Linked DNA regions of Bicyclus anynana: region 1 is linked to region 2. Evidence: chromatin contacts called from public Hi-C data. All regions are on one chromosome and are shown on one strand. Each heading gives the region's core, a stretch centred on a gene start, on an enhancer-like site or on the middle of the called end of the contact. The rest is flanking DNA. Distances are from core to core; before and after follow the strand shown. Region 1 holds the start of LOC112055725 (actin-binding LIM protein 3). Region 2 overlaps LOC112055725 (actin-binding LIM protein 3).

Region 1 (5,335 bases), core at 96-2,595, 100 kb after region 2:
TCTGAGAGGAGACTCGAGCTCTAATTAGCAAGTCTAATTAGCTGGTCTTTCTGGCACCCACTTCTTACTGAATATATACCATACATAGCCATTTTTAGTTCATTTATAAAATCATAATACCTATTTATTCACTTGTAATAAAGTGGTCTACAAATATTATAAATGTGAAAGTTTGTATGGATGTTTGTATGTTGAAGCGATTTGGAATGGAAATAGATTTTACTCTGGATTAACACATTTCTTCCTGTGCTGCTTTTTATCCTGGAAAAATCCATGATTCCCGAGGGATTATTGAAAAACTAAATTTCACGCCGGATGAAGTCGCCAGCATCCGCTAGTGTTATATATTATAATATATAATGTATAATGCAGCACAAGCTTACATGTACTATAAAATGTTTAGTTTGTTTGAAAAAGAGCAATATGTCCAGTCTAGATGACAAAATAAAAAGAACCATATTCTCTTCATATGTTATGAAATTATTTTCATAAGTATCCTATCCTAACTCAAAAAAGACAATACAGAATAGCTTGTAAATGTCCCAGCATCTAAGTATACCGGCAGAGTGTCTTGTTGAGTACAATGAACCTTTTTTATATTTATTTAAGCTGAAATTATCATCAGCAACATTAAATTAAAAAAAAATCATGACTTACTTAAGCATTTATAAGCTATCTTATTATAAAACTGTTTTTCTATGATAAATTATATTTATCTTTCAGGTATATAAAGATTCCATGCTTTCCGTGGAAAAACCAAGTTGAACTTCTGAAAACTTCAATTTCCTACCTAAGTAAAATAATTTTCTGTTAATGAACCTACAACGCGCACCGAAGGTTTTCTACAGTACACGTTAATAATAAAGACATATTTAATTTAATATCGATCCAACTTCTCAATAGAACGGCATGTGAAAAATCGATATTTTGAACACAACGCCGACACGCAGTGTTCCGTTGATATTTCCAATAAGAATTTTACGAAAATAAAAAACATTGTCTGGTTAATAGGCTTATTCTTTCTACATTAATTCTAGAATAAGTTCTTTAAAAACCGGCATACTTACCCATATTGTTTTTTTTAATCCCAGACCGGTCACCACTGCACAACAAACAAACAGTCTAATGAAAATGTTTCTTTTGCTTCATCACTCAATGAAATTATAATTATTTACACATTCGCACTGTTATTCTTTTATTAACATTCACAGAACACATTTAAAAATCAACTTTAATTAATATTTAATGAAAAACGGCAAACACTGCACCCCTAATTTTTATCACACAGAGCAAGCAGGCACAGGCACTAGGCAGCTGCCAAGCAGTTGGCATCTGTCAGAAAACACGCGTGCGTTCAGAAGTTACGCGACGTTCAGAATAAAATAAAGTTAGCGCAATAGGTTCGCATTCGCTTTCTTATCATTAACGTTCCGCAAGGCTGATTTTATTAGTTCACCTTGGCCTGTAGGATTAAAACAAGATATTATTTTTAAAAATGTATATGAAATGACTTTTTGAACTGATATATTTTGTAATGTACCTACGGTACGGTAATTACCTATTGCTTTGCGAAGTTTTAGATCTTTTAACCTCCTAAAGAACTATCTTCTTCAGCAAGCAAGCAAGCATTTGAGTAGTTCTTCAGCAGCAAGAAATTACTATCGATATCGACAGTCAGACTTTCGTCTGAGGATACAAACATTATTTTTGACTACTACCGGATTTCGTTCGTCTGCGTGGAAATCGATGTTAACTTTTAACCCCTATTTCCTCCTAAAACCCTAAAAAATTTACCCATTCAACAAATTGAGCAACAATATTTATGTTGATCTTGATTGCGATTTAGTGCTGACTGCTGATATTACATTTAGTGAATAGGTTAGGTTACAATGTTTCAAAATAAAACACAAAAAAATAAAGAACGCTTCATAAAATAAGTGCTTTATTGATTAAATTTTGTAGGTTACACAGATTATTAGGAAAGATCTAAAATTAAATTGTACGCGTTTTATTGAAAAAAAAAGGCATTGCAAGGACAAATTTGTGAAAGAGCAAATGGAAAAAAAAATACATTAAATATGTAGGTACATTATTTATATAAGAATCCCAACGAAAATTATTATTAAAGGCGAAAACCCCAGAAAAATAAAAACGAGCTACGTTTTATTTATCGACTATTCAACTCTTTATTAATTTTTATTATTAAATATTTTGCTATCAAGGATAAAACTAAACTCTATTTCTTGAACGGAGCCTTAAACATGCCGCCTTCAACCTTCAATGCTATCTACAGCCTCAAATATAAGCTATAACAGACCAAACCAATGTGTTCAACCGACGTCCACGGTCAAGAGTGGCGTCATATTTAGATGAATAGTCTGACATTGCGGGAATTCATTACAATTTTTATACAAGATTTAATTCCATATAACTTGTTCAGTAGAATCCAGTCATGCCTCCTCTTATTTTAAAGTCAGCTTCGACAATATCGGATGTAAAATTCCTCTATATCGATATGTACAATGTACATGCGGTGCATCACTAACGTCTCCCGTGAGGTCTGTAAATGAAAGAGAGCGTAATATAATCTATACCGTTCCCTCATTTTATGGTCACGCAGCATTTACCTATAATAATTAAGACCGCATTTTTGTTTGTCAGAAGTTTGCACGCATTGATTTGGCCTTCGCTTTAAGTCTTGTTCGGACTACTTTAGTAATTTAGTCGACTACAAACGATTTTTGGGCTGTAAATTCAAAAATTGTTCGGACTCGACTATAATACTAAAGTAGTCTGTACGGCCTGTTAGAGTGAACGAAACTCTTCACGCAACAAATCCCATTGAAAGTTAGTTATACCTAAAGCATTTGTGAACTCACTCGTACATATTCGATACGTTTTTATGTATGTAGTTATTTGTGCACTATTTCATATACGATGTTCGTCTATGGTTTTGTTAAAAAAAAAACACACACGTATACATTAATAAAATACGAATAAGTACACAAAAACGCACTTAGCCTGAGACTCCGTAGTCGTTTTCGAGCGTCTTAACACTATAACGTAAGTGAAAAATAGATCTAATATTCCTTGATTTAAAGCTTAATTTTAGCGAAACCGTAACTGTCATACTAGCGGAACGTTTACTAACTAAAACTCGGTAGTACATAATGTACGACTTTAAAACAAGGTGCATTAGGTACATTTTATCTTGACGACATAGCAGGCCTGTATCACAATTACACAACATTATTACCACGATTTCATTAGACGTTTATAAATAAGGCCTAAAATGAGACGCGCACCTAAGTATTGTGATGTTAAATAAGATACAGTCTAAGACTGCTAGTCCACCAAATCGGAGATAGGCAGCGGAGCCGACAAACTGAGAAATATTAACCAATAGGATTGCACTTTTAATCTCTGCTCCTCTTAAGTGGACAGGGACTTGCGAGCTAGTTTAAAAATTCATATAAAACCGGTAAGCGGAGGAAACGGAGCGGGATTAAATAACTTTTTAACATTTATTTACATACCATAGTCTGCAACTCCGCTCCGCAACCTCGCTCCGCTCCGGTAGACAGACACAGTACGCAAATCCGCTCCGCATTACTCCGATGCTCCGCTAAGCTCCCTCGCTCCGTTTTGGTGGACAAGCAGCCTAACCCCGATATTTAACGTCTAATTGTGGCGAATATTGAGGTTGTTACAAAATACCTGCACTACGTGATAGCCCACATATTTGCCAAAAAATAGGCCAACGCGAGGAGCAGACATAAGGTTTATACATGGTTGTACATTTTGACATATGACATATGCCCATGTGGTCGTCGCACTAAACAATTCAATAGTAAAATATACCTAATAAACCTTGACACGATTTTGCTGAATCTCGTTGCTGAGGGCCTAGTGGCAGTTTGATACTGTGACGATCACGTTAACGTAAACGTGAATTTCCAAGCGCGAATTGAAACAGCGCCATCTAGTGGCACTACTGCACAACTGTTTCAATTCCATATAAATTCGCGTTTACGTTAACGCGATAGTAACAGTATGAAAATATTGAAAACTCCCACTAGGCACACTGTGCACATAAAAGCAACGAATCTACACTTCAGAAACGCCAAATGTAAAGGGCCCTAATGGACTGAGAGCCTGTTATAGCCAGACACCTCATTCTGGGAAGGCTGACAGTTTGTCAGCCAATGCTCCTACCATGGGTTACTCCGATAGCCAATTGTAGAGTATGAACCGTAGTGGCTTTAGAAGTTCAAAAGGTTAGGTTAGGTTTAAAGGGTACAACAAAACGTAATTTTATGATATTTTCTCCAGGACATCTTGAGAAACCGCCAGACACTTGGTTTTTTGGCAGCTCTTCGCTAAGACCCTTAATTATTATCTTTAAAAAAAATCTTTAGCGGAGGTCTTCAGGCTGGCGTGACTGACTATTGGGGACATGATTTTTTATATCATGCTGAGGAAAATATAAAAGAAATGCACTTCATGTTTGTAAGATTAAGGGTCTCTTGATATCTACATTCCAAAGCCACCACAGTCCAAACTCCATAATTTTAATTGTCTATAGTAGGACTATAGGCTGTCACAGTTTCTGCGTTTCCAAAAGTGCACTATGTCTGGCTATGCAGGCTCTCTGCCTAAAAATCTCACCTCAACCATCTAAACCCGAAAAGGCGAAAAAACCTATGCACTATGGTGAGACAATCTATATTATACTTATCATACAGATAAAATCGATTAACAATATACACAAAAAAAACACAATTTTAACATAAATATTTACATACAACCGAAAGAACAAAATAAATATTATTAGAACCTTATACTCTCTGTACAGTATCGTAAAATATCCTTTTTTTTTAATTTTTACTTCGAATAGACTCTCCTTAGACGATAATTTAGTATTAAACCGAGATAATGTAGTCTGTAAGAGAAAAAGTATGGATTTTAGAACTATAATAATATACAGCCAGTAAACATGAGCGTCTAGCCATGTTACATAGCGATTTTCTCTTTCTACAGACACTATCGCTTCGAAAATTAAAAAATGTATGAGAGTGACTTAACCGATTGAAATGTTGTTCACGTGACCTATCAATAACAAATGTAATTTGTAGAAAGAGAATCGCTTTGAAACATGACTAAAAGCCCTAACTTAATGCTAGTCTATCGATCAGAGTGCCCAGTGGGAGACACTGTGACTATCGCGTAAACGTAAACGCGAATTTCTAAGGAATTAAAACAGCGCCATCTAGCGGCACTACTGCACAACTGTTCAATTCCTTAGAAATCCGCGTTTACGTTTACCCGATCGTCA
Region 2 (4,993 bases), core at 1,717-4,216:
TATTAACCCATATTCGGCTCACTGGTGAGCTTGAGTCTCCTTTTAGAATGAGAGGGGTTAGGCCAATAGTCCACCACGCTGGGCCAATGCGGATTGGAAGACTTCACACCCGCAGAGAATTTTCTTAATTCTCTGGCATGCAGGTTTTCCCACGATGTTTTCCTTCACCGTTTGAGACATTATTATTTAATTGCGCCTTGCTGCTGGCGCGCGAGCTGGCGCGCGTGTTGGCGGACGCTGTGCGAAGGTCTAGCCGCCGCTGGCCCCACGTGTACAAGGCCTCACCTCGTTGTTCATGCGCGGCGACTTGGGGCGCGGCGTCTCGGAGCGGATGGAGTCGACGAGCGCGCGCATGCCGGGCCGCGACGACGCCTTGCTGCCGGCGCGCGAGCTGGCGCGAGTGCTGGCGGACGCTGTGACAAAAACGTTCCATTATATTATAGTACATTATGATATAAGTGCGGTAAGTTGAAAATTACAGCCGAGGCGATATTGCAGCTCGAGCCGAAGGCGAGACCTATAATAGTAAGGCTATAATTATCAAATACACACTTTGAACACATTTTCTGAAAACGAATTAGCATCTTTCCGGTACGAGTACGTGGTGATGCGGTGCGGCGAGCACGTCTCGCGCGTCAGTCGCACGTCACACGCGGCGCATACTCACACGGCGGCCTGTGGAAGTGCGGCGAGGTGGGCGGGCGGTCGTAGGGCTGCACGCAGCGCCGCAGCGTGGCGGGCTCGCCGGCCAGGTACGAGTACGTGGTGATGCGGTGCGGCGAGCACGTCTCGCGCGTCAGCCGCACGTCACACGCGGCGCATACTCACACGGCGGCCTGTGGAAGTGCGGCGAGGTGGGCGGGCGGTCGTAGGGCTGCACGCAGCGCCGCAGCGTGGCGGGCTCGCCGGCCAGGTACGAGTACGTGGTGATGCGGTGCGGCGAGCACGTCTCGCGCGTCAGCCGCACGTCACACGCGGCGCATACTCACACGGCGGCCTGTGGAAGTGCGGCGAGGTGGGCGGGCGGTCGTAGGGCTGCACGCAGCGCCGCAGCGTGACGGGCTCGCCGGCCAGGTACGAGTACGTGGTGATGCGGTGCGGCGAGCACGTCTCGTCGCGCCCGTCGCGGTACTCGCGCAGCGTCAGCCCCGGCGACACGGCGCGGTAGCCGTACTGCAACGCGACAGTCGCAAATTAGCACCAACTAACAATACTTTCATTCATGGAACAGTTACTTTTTGGAGAGTGATTACTACATTTAACAAAAACAACTCACATTCATACTTACATGAATGTGACTCGGTGACACATTGTTCGAAGAATAAAATGTGTGAATATGAATATTCGACAATGAATCTAAAATAAAAAGACTACTTTAGCAATCAAAGAAAATAAAGTAACACCAAACCTACATATTTTCAAAATCTGAACATGAAAATCATGCGCTAGATTAAAACAAAAATGTAAATAATATTTTTTGAAATCATGAACATATATATTTTTTTTATTGATTAAACATTCATATACGCGAAGGGAGAAAATACTTGGAACAATAAATATCAACTCAAAAATACATTTTTTTAAATACATAAAAAGAACAAAATAAAAAGAAACGGACCTTCCTGGTCAAGCTACTGTAGGGGCTGCAGTACGAGCCGTTGACGCTGGGCGTGCGCGAGCGCAGGGAGAACTGCCAAAACAACAAAAACAAACCAAAAAATAACACCAAAAACAACATAAAAAGCTCTATTATAATAAACTACAATTATAAATACAACTAAAGTAAAATAAAGTTAAGTAACCAAACTAAAGTTAAAAACAGAAATGCAACTAAAGACAATCTAAATGAATAAAATAATAGAATGAATGGAATGTAAATGTAAAACCTAGTTAAGTATGATCTTACAATGAACTTGGGTTTGATCTGAGTAATTTTTTTATATACATTTAATATTAAAAATAGGTGTAGCTCTTGTTTCCTGTACATCCACAAATTGCTGGAAGTTTCTTCATCATCATCCATCATTATCTGTTAATGGACGTAAATGGCTGGAAAGGTCTCTTGTATTTTTTTTATTCTTTACAAGTTAGCCCTTGACTACAATCTCACCTGATGGTAAGTGCTATCTAAGATGGAAGCGGGCTTAATTGTTAGGAGGAGTAAGAAGCTACGGCCGAAGCCTCCCCCAGCCATCCGTAGTCACTGGCAACACGCACTGTTCTAAAACTTTCGTCTTCAGACACTAAGGAGTTTGGACGAACAGAACTGTCAACGCCACGCATTCACAAAGTTGCAGCTTGGATTCAGGGACCATCCAGTCAAGTTTCCTGCGTTGCCACAAACCTGCAGCTCGGAGGAGGCTCGCTCCAGGTCGAGCGGCGCGTGCGGCGCTGGCCCGCAGCGCGGGTGCCAGATCGCGGCGCCCTGTAGGAACATTTCCTCGCCGTCGCCAAACGGATCACCGCACTTGCTGCAGCGCGCGCACGTCGGGTGGAAGTGGTGGTTGTCGCCGGCCTATAACACAAAACAAGGTAACGCCTTTTACACGCTTCCTGATTTCTTTGCGGCATCTGGTCATCTCCAGATGCCTTAAGAAACGTCACGGAAACGTCAGAACTAACCAGTTTCAGTTCACAAACCCTGGAATCCCTCTTAACCGTCTTGGGGAGCCATTCCATTTCCTTCCCATTCCTCATTCAGTCTCAGGCTGACTTGTTGGAAAAGCTCCTGTGTAAGTTTGTACTCTCACCTGCAGCACCTTCCCGGAGATGTACCGCTGGCAGTAGGCGCAGCGCACGCCGTACAGCCGCTGGTAGTCGCGCTCGCAGTACGGCACGCCCGCGCGCCCCATGTACTCGCCCTGCAGCACGGCGCCGCACTCCCCGCACGCGAAGCACCACGTGTGCCACTGCCGCTCCAGCGCCACCAGCGCCTGCCCCTCCGACAGCTCCTGCCCGCAGCCCGCGCACTCTGCCGACGACACACTGGGATAACACCTGCCGCACGCCATGTGCGCACTTAGTGCTAACCTAGTCAGACCTGAGACGGCAGTCACTGCCAACCTTATGAGACGGCAAACATTGCCCGAGGACACACTGTGCCGAGAACTTGGCCAGGCGGGATTTACTGTCCACAAAAAAAATTAGCGTCCAAATAAAAACACGTATCTAAAATGTTTTGCCATAACATCTTTCCTCACAGCACACTCAGATATACGAGTACGTAAAACCTTCAGCTGTCTAAAAGTGTCGTCTTCGTTTTTTTGTGACGGAGGATAATGCCCTCATTAGCTGCTCATGATTCTGAGGAAACGACCGATCGAGTTCTGTAATCTTCTACCTCATAAAACTCGCTAGGCGTTTGTTAGTGATTTTAGGAGGCCTCAAGATCTCGCAAAAACGCACCAATGTCTCCTTTTACGCAGAAGTTCTACATAACTTAACCGTTTCACCTTGTGACAAAAGAACGAGAGTTAACATATGGTGAAACTTATTTCAGTTCGTTCTAATGAAGGGCAGTTATACCAATTTCAACGTATCTATCAAACTACCCTCGACCGAGGAGTAATTAGGTTGATCAATACATATAGTGCGTTTTAGCGAATTCGTATAACAAAACCGTTCCTACTAATCTGCAGGAGTATCGAATGTCCGAAGCAGTACAAAAATAAATTAAAATTGTATTAGCCAAGTAAGTGGAGGTGTAACATTTCAACATAAGGGATTTACCTAGGGTCAAACCGATACACCGGTTTCTGATTTCACACTCGATTGAGTTATTTGCACGAGGGGCAATCGTCGCCATTAAACGCACCACCACAGATGGGTTATACGGTAAATTGGACCGAGGAAATAAATAAAATTAACGTAATGTTCAATTATCCACAATCCACAACACTAGTCTAAAGTAAAATATTGATATTTTATTTATTAAACGAACTAAAAATCGAATCGAGCGATTTTAAAAATCCTTTCACCATAAGAAAGCTACATCTTGACCAAGTAACATACGCTACTTATACCCTCGTCTTCCCGGGAACGGGAATTATGCGGGTGAAACCGCGAGGCGTCTACTTGTTAACTAAAGTTGTATAACTTGGAGAAGTCTGTGCTCTAAGCCATCTCTGCTTTAAGGAAGTATAAAATATGCTGAATGATCGATTTGCCGTTGACTTACGTACCATTAGGATCCGGCTGTCTCTGCTCCCGCTCGTGGTCCGTGGGCGTGGCTGGCGAGTGCGGCGAGTGCGGCGTGGGCGGCGTGATGGGCGACGTGGGCGTCGGGGGCGAGGGTCGTGCGCGTGTCGTGTGCGCCGTGTGCCGCTGCGGCGCGGCCGTGCACGACGCGCACACCACCTCGCTGCCCGTGTACGTCACCTTTTCGCCCGATGGGAACGCGCGTCTGGATAGTGCACAAGTGGGAGTTCACAAAACCGCTTGACGTACAGAGGTGGAATTTGGTAGGGAGGTAGTTATAGTTAGTAGACGTCCGCTTTTGCTAGAACGGATTTTGCGACAGGGCCGGATCAAGGAGATCTGAGATCAGACAAGTCACAGTAACACAGTCGCGGGCGTCCGCTAGTCAAGTGTAAGAGATACAAAGAGTTCAGTCGTTCTGCGTTAATTACCACGTTATAGCATCGTGTACTAGCGAAAATCTGATCTAACATAGCTAATACTCTCTATCCGTAGGATAGTAAACATTCTAAATTCATCAAAGGGAGAACGAACGAAAGTTTTGCAAAAAATAAAGAGTAGGTATAGAGCACTGTAATAGCTCATTAGAGCCAGCCGTCAATTTATTTATACTGCCTCCCGTCATTCTCTTGATAAAACATGGTGTAAAAGTAAACTTTTTATATGGAAACTGCGCTAGAACATAAGAAAATAAAATCCGTGAGTAGAAGGCGTTGATTCAATTCCATATGAATGTAGATTTACTTTTACGCGATCTAACAATAGAACGAACGAAAATCGTACTCGACAGACGATT

What was found. A called contact is a pair of places that touch in the nucleus more often than the background predicts.
Region 1: a contact with region 2 is called in a Hi-C map of whole larva, with 4 times the contacts expected there. The contact joins the promoter of LOC112055725 here to the enhancer-like site in region 2. A contact is called at or near these places in 2 of 2 Hi-C or Micro-C datasets (whole body and whole larva).

What each region holds. Positions count from the first base shown.
Region 1 is chr24:8,637,558-8,642,892 of ilBicAnyn1.1, forward strand. LOC112055725 (actin-binding LIM protein 3) reads right to left here and starts at 1,346. Exons shown (of 18, transcript XM_052889116.1): 1 at 1,068-1,346. The coding sequence starts at 1,071. All of the region lies in intron 9 of LOC112054743 (protein C12orf4 homolog), which reads right to left. LOC112054746 (ubiquitin thioesterase trabid) reads right to left here. Exons shown (of 18, transcript XM_052889121.1): 18 at 1,916-5,335.
Region 2 is chr24:8,532,870-8,537,862 of ilBicAnyn1.1, forward strand. LOC112055725 (actin-binding LIM protein 3) reads right to left here. Exons shown (of 18, transcript XM_052889116.1): 4 at 4,182-4,402; 5 at 2,751-2,971; 6 at 2,345-2,515; 7 at 1,619-1,690; 8 at 990-1,173; 9 at 286-413. Among protein-coding and RNA genes, the nearest start is that of LOC128199468, 29 kb to the left of the region's middle. Within about 2 kb of position 2,967, at least 7 of the 8 cell types and tissues checked have open chromatin away from gene starts, as enhancers often do.